2 separate regions of the Gossypium hirsutum genome follow, and region 2 is linked to region 1. The links are chromatin contacts, called in public Hi-C maps. All regions are on one chromosome and are shown on one strand. Each heading gives the region's core, a stretch centred on a gene start, on an enhancer-like site or on the middle of the called end of the contact. The rest is flanking DNA. Distances are from core to core; before and after follow the strand shown.

The links. A called contact is a pair of places that touch in the nucleus more often than the background predicts.
Region 2: a Hi-C map of leaf shows a contact between it and region 1, with 1.8 times the contacts expected there. The contact joins the promoter of LOC107913782 here to the promoter of LOC107913641 in region 1. A contact is called at or near these places in 2 of 34 Hi-C or Micro-C datasets (both in leaf).

Annotation. Positions count from the first base shown.
Region 1 is chrD08:12,739,760-12,744,296 of Gossypium_hirsutum_v2.1, forward strand. LOC107913641 (mitochondrial zinc maintenance protein 1, mitochondrial) reads left to right here and starts at 2,995. Exons shown (of 2, transcript XM_016842293.2): 1 at 2,995-3,416; 2 at 3,613-3,926. The coding sequence starts at 3,176. The coding sequence ends at 3,704.
Region 2 is chrD08:13,030,370-13,034,793 of Gossypium_hirsutum_v2.1, forward strand. LOC107913782 reads right to left here and starts at 1,488. Exons shown (of 1, transcript XM_016842416.2): 1 at 1-1,488. The coding sequence starts at 650. The coding sequence ends at 126.

The sequences.
Region 1 (4,537 bases), core at 1,745-4,244:
GGTAGATTAACGTGTAATCGGGAGATCGGATCAACACATCAAGCTACACTATCCAGTTTAATCCGGTAGTTTTTGCAATGTAAATTTTGGTTTATATGGCATGTATAGGGTTGGTTTGACAATGAAATAGTATGAATTGTGTTTGTGAATCTTAAATGTTTGTATGTGTGAAATTAGTAGTATATTTGATAAATCAATGAAATGAGTTAAATAGGTAAGTATAAGTAATTGAAATATTTGTGATGTTATGTCATGTTGAGAACATGTTTTAGTTGTATTGATTGCTTGGTTGGGATATATTGGTGTATGTGAATGTTGAGTGCAGGTTAATGTCAAAATGGGTGAGAAAAGTGGCCTTAAAATGACCTATTTTCGTCCACACAGGCGTGTGTCTCAGCCGTGTGTCCTCTGGACCTTAAAATTTCAAAACAAAATGCCCAGATTTTTACATACGGCCTAACACACGGGCATGCGGCTTGGCCGTGTGACCCCTGCACCTTGCACATGGCCTAGCACACAGACGTGTGGTTGGCCGTGTGACCCAAGTCAGAGATTTACACGGGTATGGACACTGGCATGTCACACGGCCGACTACACGGGCGTGTGTCCCCTGCTCCTAAGATATCCAGTTTAATCTCGATTCACTTTGAAGGTGTATATTGAGCCTCGAGGGCCCATTTAAGAGACAATATGAGTGTTATATATCTGGTTCTTGATATGAATAATAAAAGTTGTGAAATATCAGTAATTACTCCGTAAAGTCTGGTAATGCTCTGTAACCCTATTTCGGCGACGGATAAGGGTTAGGGGTGTTACAATAGGGAACCTAACAGTTGATTGAGTGTTGTAGGGTGTCAATGGTGGCCCGAACGTGAACGAAAATATCACCAAGAAAGGGGATATCACAATATTGAAGCATGAAAGTTGTGATACCTTTGACAATGTTGAAAAGAAGGAATATTGAGCCACCAATAGTAGTATCACGATACCCAAAACTTCCAAAGGACCCTCATTTCAAGATTGTTGAGGATATCGCGATATCACTGTTGAAAAGAGACAAAAAATAACTGTAGGTGTAGTCTTTATCCAACATGTCCCTTAACCAAAATTAGGCAAATCATGGCCAATTGGGTCACAAAAATTGGGTTATAATCAAATTAAAAAGTCACTTTTGGCTTAGTTTAGGTTTAGGGTTTTCTTTTTCATTTTTTATGTTTTAGTTTACTTTTCTAATTTTAGAGTAGTTTAGTAGTTAGCTAAGTTTATTATATCTTATTATTAATTGCTTTCTAATACCTTGACTTTCATTATATTTACACTTTAATCCTTTTGCTTAATATCATTCAGCTTTGTTTTCTTTTACTTTATAAAAATCATATCTTTGGTATTTTTATTCATCAATCTTGTTACCATTATTGTGTTTTTCAAGCTTTTGCAATAAAGCTCGAGTTTTTATGCATTTTCTTTAAGTTTAAATCAATAACTTCTTTGCTTAAATTTTTGTTGTTTGTGCATTTAGGGATGAGTATTAGTAGTTAAAGCTTAGGTGGTTGATGGAACTGTTGCCTAGTTAGTTCTTGGTAAAGAGACTAAATCGTAAAAATTGAACTAAATCGAATAGACTTCAAAACTTAGGACTAACGACTCTAAGGGAAAATTTAGGTAAGTGAAGCCGAGAGGAGATCTTATAGGGCACTAATTCGATAGTCCCGAGTTAGTTGGTGAGGTCTAGAGATAAACCGAACTAATTTGTCTAAGTTGGTAAAGTGGAAACCAAGAGGTAAACTTGCACAAATTTAGGAGTTTAAGTGGTTTAGATCTCGAGTCCAAAAGTTAATTAGCAACACAGAAGTTAACCAACCGCTGTCTGTTATTAATTTGTTAATTAGCAACACAGAAGTTAACCAACCACTGTCTGTTATTAATTTGTTAATTTCATAAGTTTACTTATTTTACAATTTGGTCCTTTTTAGTGATTAGTTAGCAAACTAGTGTAATTAATCTCTTGTATAACCTACTGTAATATAATGCTTAGTGAGGAGTTAGCTAGACTCCTTTAATCGGATGTTAATTAATTAGGGATCATTTAATCACTGACTCATTTGGGTTCGATCCTTAGAAAACTCTAATGTTTTATTGAACATTATAAATATTACAACTCGACACTGTCCGCTTGCAGTTAAAATCAAACTTTTAAATTATTTTATAAAATTGTTTGTCACTCGTGCACGCGATCAGGTATCCACTGGGGTAGTTCAGTGACTTATCCTTTACGTTCTGTAGGCCCATTAAGGGGGTAGACACTGGTCACGAGTTTTAAAGCCGCTCCATACCTAGGGTGAGTATCGAACTGTCAACTATTGGTTAAGGTAAGAGAGACGCATTGAATCTCACCTAACTCCCGTGGTTGATATGACTTAACTTTTAGTTAAGCGTTGACATCATTTCCTTTGATATATATATTGACTTAATTTCCAATGTATAGCAGCTTTTAGGGCTTCTTCCATTTTATTGTAATATTTTAGGAACAAATCTCAAAATTATACATAAATTTTTATTAAATGTGCAATTGTATACATGAATTTTAATTTGGTGCTATTGTATACATGAAACTCTAATTGTGGTTCAAATGCATACTTCAAACTTTAATTTTGATTTAATCATACACATTTAAAGAAATAAATACATCAATTTATTTTTATATTGGATAAATATAATTATTCATGTATGCAATATATAAACATAAAATGATGTTATATCAATAATTGTGTTAATAATTTACAATAATTGGATCAAATCATAATTTTATGTATAAAATTACAAAAAATTGAAGTTCATATATACAATTGCACATTAAATCATAGTTCATGTATAGTGTTGGGATTTATCCCTAACATTTTATATATAAATAGAATTATTTTTTGAAAAAAATTGTTCAATAATTTTTTTTATAAATATATATTTAATATTATTTTTAAAAAAGAAAAACTTGTTAAAGAAAAAAGGTAAATTAACTCTCTTTTTTAATAGCGTGCAAAATCTTAAATAATTATAGTTGAAGAAACGACAGCGTCTCGAAGTTAGTAGCAGCAAATTCTGGCAAGCAAGCAGCAGCGCAGAATTAGAAGGCAGACTCCGAGTGAGTGAGAGAGAGAGAGAGAGAGAGAAGTGAAAGATGGTAAGAGGAGAAGCACTAAGCGCGTATAGGGCTCTTCTAAGAGCCACCCGCAAATCATTTGCCGGCGACACCTTGATGTTGAACGCCTCTGCCGTTGAGGTGCGTCAGAAATTCGAAGCCAATCGTCATGTCACCTCGGAGCCTGAGATCCAGAAATTCCTCGAGGAAGCACGTGAGGCCTCCCATTTCATTTCCACCATGATCGTTCAAGCCAAGCTCAACGAACGCGGCGGCTACGGTAACTTATCTTTTTGTTCATGTTTTCCATTCAATTTTACATGCACGTCTTGTGTGAATGCCTCATATTCTATGATCACCACCTGTTCGATGCATTGTCTGTTTGACCTCTTGTAAGAATACTTTTTCTCTCTCTTCAACTACTTAACTGCTTAGTTAAGGTTCGTCATGTTAAGCGCTGTTGCTGATTGCTGCAGAGGTGAAGCCAAGTAAGGAGCATGCAGGAGCTACATTGGAGATTCCTTCCGAAGAGATCATCAGAAAATCTGCATCACAGTCTAAACAATGAACTTGGGCTTTTATCAGATGCACTACTGCTCTATTTGTTTGCTATTTTTGCTGTCTGCTAGTGGAAACATTTGACCCTTGAGCTTACTTCTGTTGCAAAACTTGGTAGAGATCTATCCAAAGCAAAAACCATTTTAATGGGTTGCTCTAAAATTTTATTCAATGTGAAACAATTATGTGGCAAATTTTGCCTTGGTTTATGAGAGGTTCGTCTTATTAATAAGTTTCAGTATTGTACCATGATTCTGACACAGCATTGACTAAGTGATAGAGAAGAAGAAAAATAGACTCTCCTCTACTATAATTTTTACTTAATAAAGTCCCTATTATGTAAAACAAGCCTTCTAGCAGTGTGATTTGTGCATTTTACAATGTATCAATGCCTTGAGTTCAAGATATATTAAACTAGAGGTATCACAATCTATGGATACTTAGTTATAAAGCCGGCTACATCTTGAAAGTTATTAAGATTAGGTACTTGATGGTTATGCACAAATTTCTGATTCTATGGAAGACACCAAACAGCTGTAGTCTGATTGAATGATGTCGAAAACGGATAAGCTTTGTGCCTTTACTGTAATTATCTAGCAGCGTTCTCTGTCAAGAAGAAGTTTAACCTGAAGCATTCATATTAAGACAATGTTAAAGAGGGAAAAGAAAACAAGTGAAGTGAAATCAGTTTATATTCTACAGTTCGACTGTCTAAGCACTCACTGTGTTGGTAGTTCATTTTGTATTATGATCATTCATGGGATATAATATGGTTTTTTTCTCTTCTCAAAGACATTTTAGAGCTGTTGACACATTTGGGTTTATGGTAGAGTTTCTACCAGT
Region 2 (4,424 bases), core at 238-2,737, 290 kb after region 1:
TTAAAAAAGTTGAGTCCATCAATTTCGATATATTAACTAAAAACCCAATTCAATTTAACCCAAGGTTCATCCAAATCGTTTTCATGAACCTCCGCAGTTAATTTATTCTACCCCCACAAATTCCTCTAAATTGAAGAAAAAGAAGACTTATTTCTAAGTTTGCTTACTTGCCCCTTACTATCAACGCACTCCAATCCGCAGCCGCACTGTGGGCACTCGTAAAAATTGTCAATAGGAAAGCTAGCAGATGCAATCCCCACCGAAAATTCCAGCTCATCTTCATCTCTAACAACCTCCACGATGTTGAGCCATAAAAACAGGACCTTGACACTGATTCCACTCAGGTTTTTGAGCCTGTTGTTGGAGATGATCCCGCTGATCGTGGATTTGTATTTGAGTTGATAAGACCCTTCCAGTGAGAAGCTACACGAACCCTCTAAGTAGGCATGGAACCGACCGGTGGATTCATCTAAATCGTACTTTAAGACGCCTTGTGGGAGAAGCCCAACGGGGAAGTTGTAGCCTTGGAGGACTTCGTAGGGTGAAAGGGAGTCGCCAGTAAGGTTGAGGGGGGATGACGTGGCGAGTGGGGTGTGGAGGAAGAGGAGGAGGGCGGCTGCGAAAGTGGTGATGGGCGGAAGGAAAGCCATTGCTTTGTTTAGGTTAGGCAGCGAAAGAGGACAGTGGAGGAAGAAGAGGGGAAAGGAGATGCCTTGTTACCGAGTGCGTGTCGGGGGGGGTTGGCCGCTTTGGTTAATGAGTGATGAGTAATGATTGACTTTAAGGGAGGAAAGAGCCACATAGTATTTGGCTGTCGTGGAGCACGTTGTTAACTGGAAATGAGACAAATCGGGACGCAGATATCTAAAGCGGTGACTAAGCTATTATATTTTTGTTGTGTACGCTTAACAGGGTTAACTGGCTAAATTATATTAATCATTTAATAATCAATATTATATTAATCAAAATTTTTAAGTCCACTTTACATTTAAAATACATTGATTAAATTTTAAATACATGTATTACTATATAATTTAATGTGTTAAAACAAATATTTTTAGCATCTACCCCTTAACGGGTTTACAAAATACGAAGGACTAATTATTGGGTTCGCTTTAGTAGATATCTTGAGAAATAAAATAAAATAAATCCTTTTAAATTTTAATGATACACCTTTTTTCATATTTTGGATTCAAATTGTTTATAAGATGAGCAGAAATTAATTTGTGTTTTAAATGTGCTTCATTGTAGCATTTAATACATAAATTAATAATTAGACTTAGATTTAATTGATACAATCTTGATATTTTAAGGATTCAATTATAATATTTTAAAGTTTAAGAATTCATTTAAAATTTGGATGATAGTTTGAAAACTTTTTATAGAATTAACCCTTAAAAACATTTTTTTCAAAATAATTTATATTTCGTCGATTTAGATTTTATTTATTTATCAATTATTAGAGAGAAAAATAACACCATCTTCGAAATCACGAGGTGAATTGCATGATATACTAGTTGTAGACGAGGTCTCAATATTTCTCACCTTTTTTTTTTGCAAATGACAATTTTTTGTTCTTCCGGGCCACTGATTCTAAATGTACAGTGCTGAGGAGATACTCTATGAGGCGACGTCGGGGCTAGCAATTAACTTTGTGAAGTCAGGAATCATGTTTAGTTCAAACACTAGTGGCACCATTCAGGATTTGGTTAAATCTATGTTGGGCATTAATAGCCCTATTGATCATGGGCGTTATCTCGAGCTTCTTTCGTTGGTGGGTCATAACAAGCGGCAAGTCTTTGCTTTGATCAAGGAGCGTCTTAGTAAATGCATTTTTCATTGGTAGAATAAGCTATTGTCTTGGGTAGGTAAAAAGGTCTTGATAAAGAATGTTGCTCAATGTGTTCCCGTGTATAACATGAGTATGTTTTTGTTGCCTATGCCTTCATGTGCTAAGTTGCATAGAATGTTGAACTTGTTCTGGTGGGGTTCTAGTTGGAATTGTCGTAAAGGAGTTCACTGGGCGACGTCGGATCATTTATGCGTCCCTATGAAGTGGGGTGGCATGGGATTTATAGACTTTCATGGTTTAACCTTGGCGTTACTAGGAAAGCAAGTTGTGAGATTGGTTTCAAATCCAAATAGTTTAGTTAGTCGTTTCCTTAAGGCTAAATATTTTTCAAGCTGTAGTCTTTTTGAAACTGATGACGTTACCAATTAATCTTTTATTCGAAAAAGTTTAATGGTTACACATCATCTTGTACATAACGGAATTCAATGGAAAGTTGGTAATGGGTGTGATATTGGAGTTTATCATGATTCGAGGCTTATTAATGATGATATTTTTATGTTGATCCGCTTCTATTACTTGGTATAGAAGATATTTGAGTTTTTGATTTGCTTAATGTGGATGGGTGTTCTTGGAATAGACCATTGATTGAATGTGTGTTTTCGTGAAGTGATTGTGAACAGATATAATAGATCCTAGTTAGTCTCAATCATCATCACCTAGATAAACTTATATGGCTCTTTGCTCTTAATGGACAATATAGTGTAAAGTCGGGTAATATATTAGCAATGAACTTGTATTCAAACATGAATGTTTTAATTTAGGATAGGCTGGGGCAATAGATATGGCATTTGCGTATCCTTCCACATGTGAATGAGTTTCTTTGCCACTGTTAACATTCTTTTCTTCTGGTTAAAAAGTTGGCTTCTTGAAAGGGTATTACCGTTACGCAAATTTGTAGGAAGGGTGATAGGAAAGAGCACATTGAGCATGCATTGTTGCACTGTTGTAAGGCACAAGCTGTTTGGACTACAACAATGGTACCTATAGATGGGGTTACTTGGTCGAATTTCTTGTCGGGATTGCTCTCTATGTCGAACAATGAGGTTCAGAGACAAAGGCTTGTGTTGTTGTGGCAAATCTGGTCGAATAGGAACTTATCTTTATAGCAACATCATGAGCTTCCACCATCTCGGGTCCTTTGTAACGTCAATTGTTTCATTCAAGAGCGGATACTTACAAAATGCTGATTATTCAACAGTTGAGTCCTAACTGCCTCGGGATGGAGGATGGGGGTGACGTCGGGATGAGAGAGGGATTGTCAGAGGCTACAAGGTGGAAACCACCTCCTTCGGGCTGTTTAAATGTAATGTTGATGCCGTTTTTTTTGTAGATGAATCAACTGTTGAGGTTGGATAAGTTCTTTGAGACAATCGTAGTGTTTAGATAAAAAGGGTTATCGACATTTGAGAGGGTGACATTTAGGCCTCAGTTAGCTGAGGCCTTCACCATCCGGGAGGCCTTGCTGTGGCTGAAATCTAATCATTACAATCACATCATCGTTGGGTCAGATTGTGCGTTAGTGGTGCATGCGTTGGATCGATCCATTGTTGATGACTCAAAGTTCGACTGTTTTATTTCAGATTGTTTAATGCTAAGTAATTCGTTTTAGCACTTATCCTTTAATTGGGTACGTCAGTCAGCTAATAAGACAACTCATTCGCTTTCTCAAGTAGCCTTATTGCATGCCAATTACACTAAACAGTCTACTTTATCGTCTTCATTTTTAGATGTTTTGAATGATAGTAATGTTCCTATTTTGTCTAATAGGGATGTTGGATAATAAGATATGGGGTGAGCCTATTAGATTGGGTCTTAGTGTTCCTCCTCGTTAGTCGTTAATTTTGGTCGATTTGTTTTTTTTTTTAATATTAAGTTTACTTAAAAGAAATAAGGCCGTCTTAATAATTTTGTTAAAATTTTCAAAAGTAAATATAAATATTCAAAATTATACCGTACTAGATTATGTCATAATTATGAGAGTGAAATTTAAAAAATAATATTTTTAAGATAATAGTAATTTTAAAAATAGAGATGACTTATTATTAACCTTTTTTAAGCCTAAAAGAATTAACAAAATTTTAAGATAAATGTGATTTTTGGAAGGGGAGATTTTTTTTAAGGAGTGATTGTCTTTTAAGAGAGAGAAAAGATCAATTAAATAGCGGACTATATATATAATATTTGATATAGTGTTAGTGAAGATTTTTAGGCTTCAGTAGGGATAAGGGGTTTTGACAAGTATATTATAAAAGTATAATAAAATATTAAAAATAATAAATATTTAGAAAAAAAACACATGATAATTTTTTAAGATTATTTGTGGAATAAAAAAATTGTTAATATACCAAATACTAATTCGTGTGATTTGATTTATCGCACGAAATTGAAGTATAGATATGATTATAATTATTTTCAGATTTACTAGCTATAATTATATTAGTCCAATGCAATAAAAATATTTATCTGGAAAATTTATTAGATGATTTATTATCCTTATTTTTAAGAAAAAAAAACAAAAACTTAACTTTTTGTGTGTTCTAATATTAAAAAATGTTATGAGAAGATTATAGGA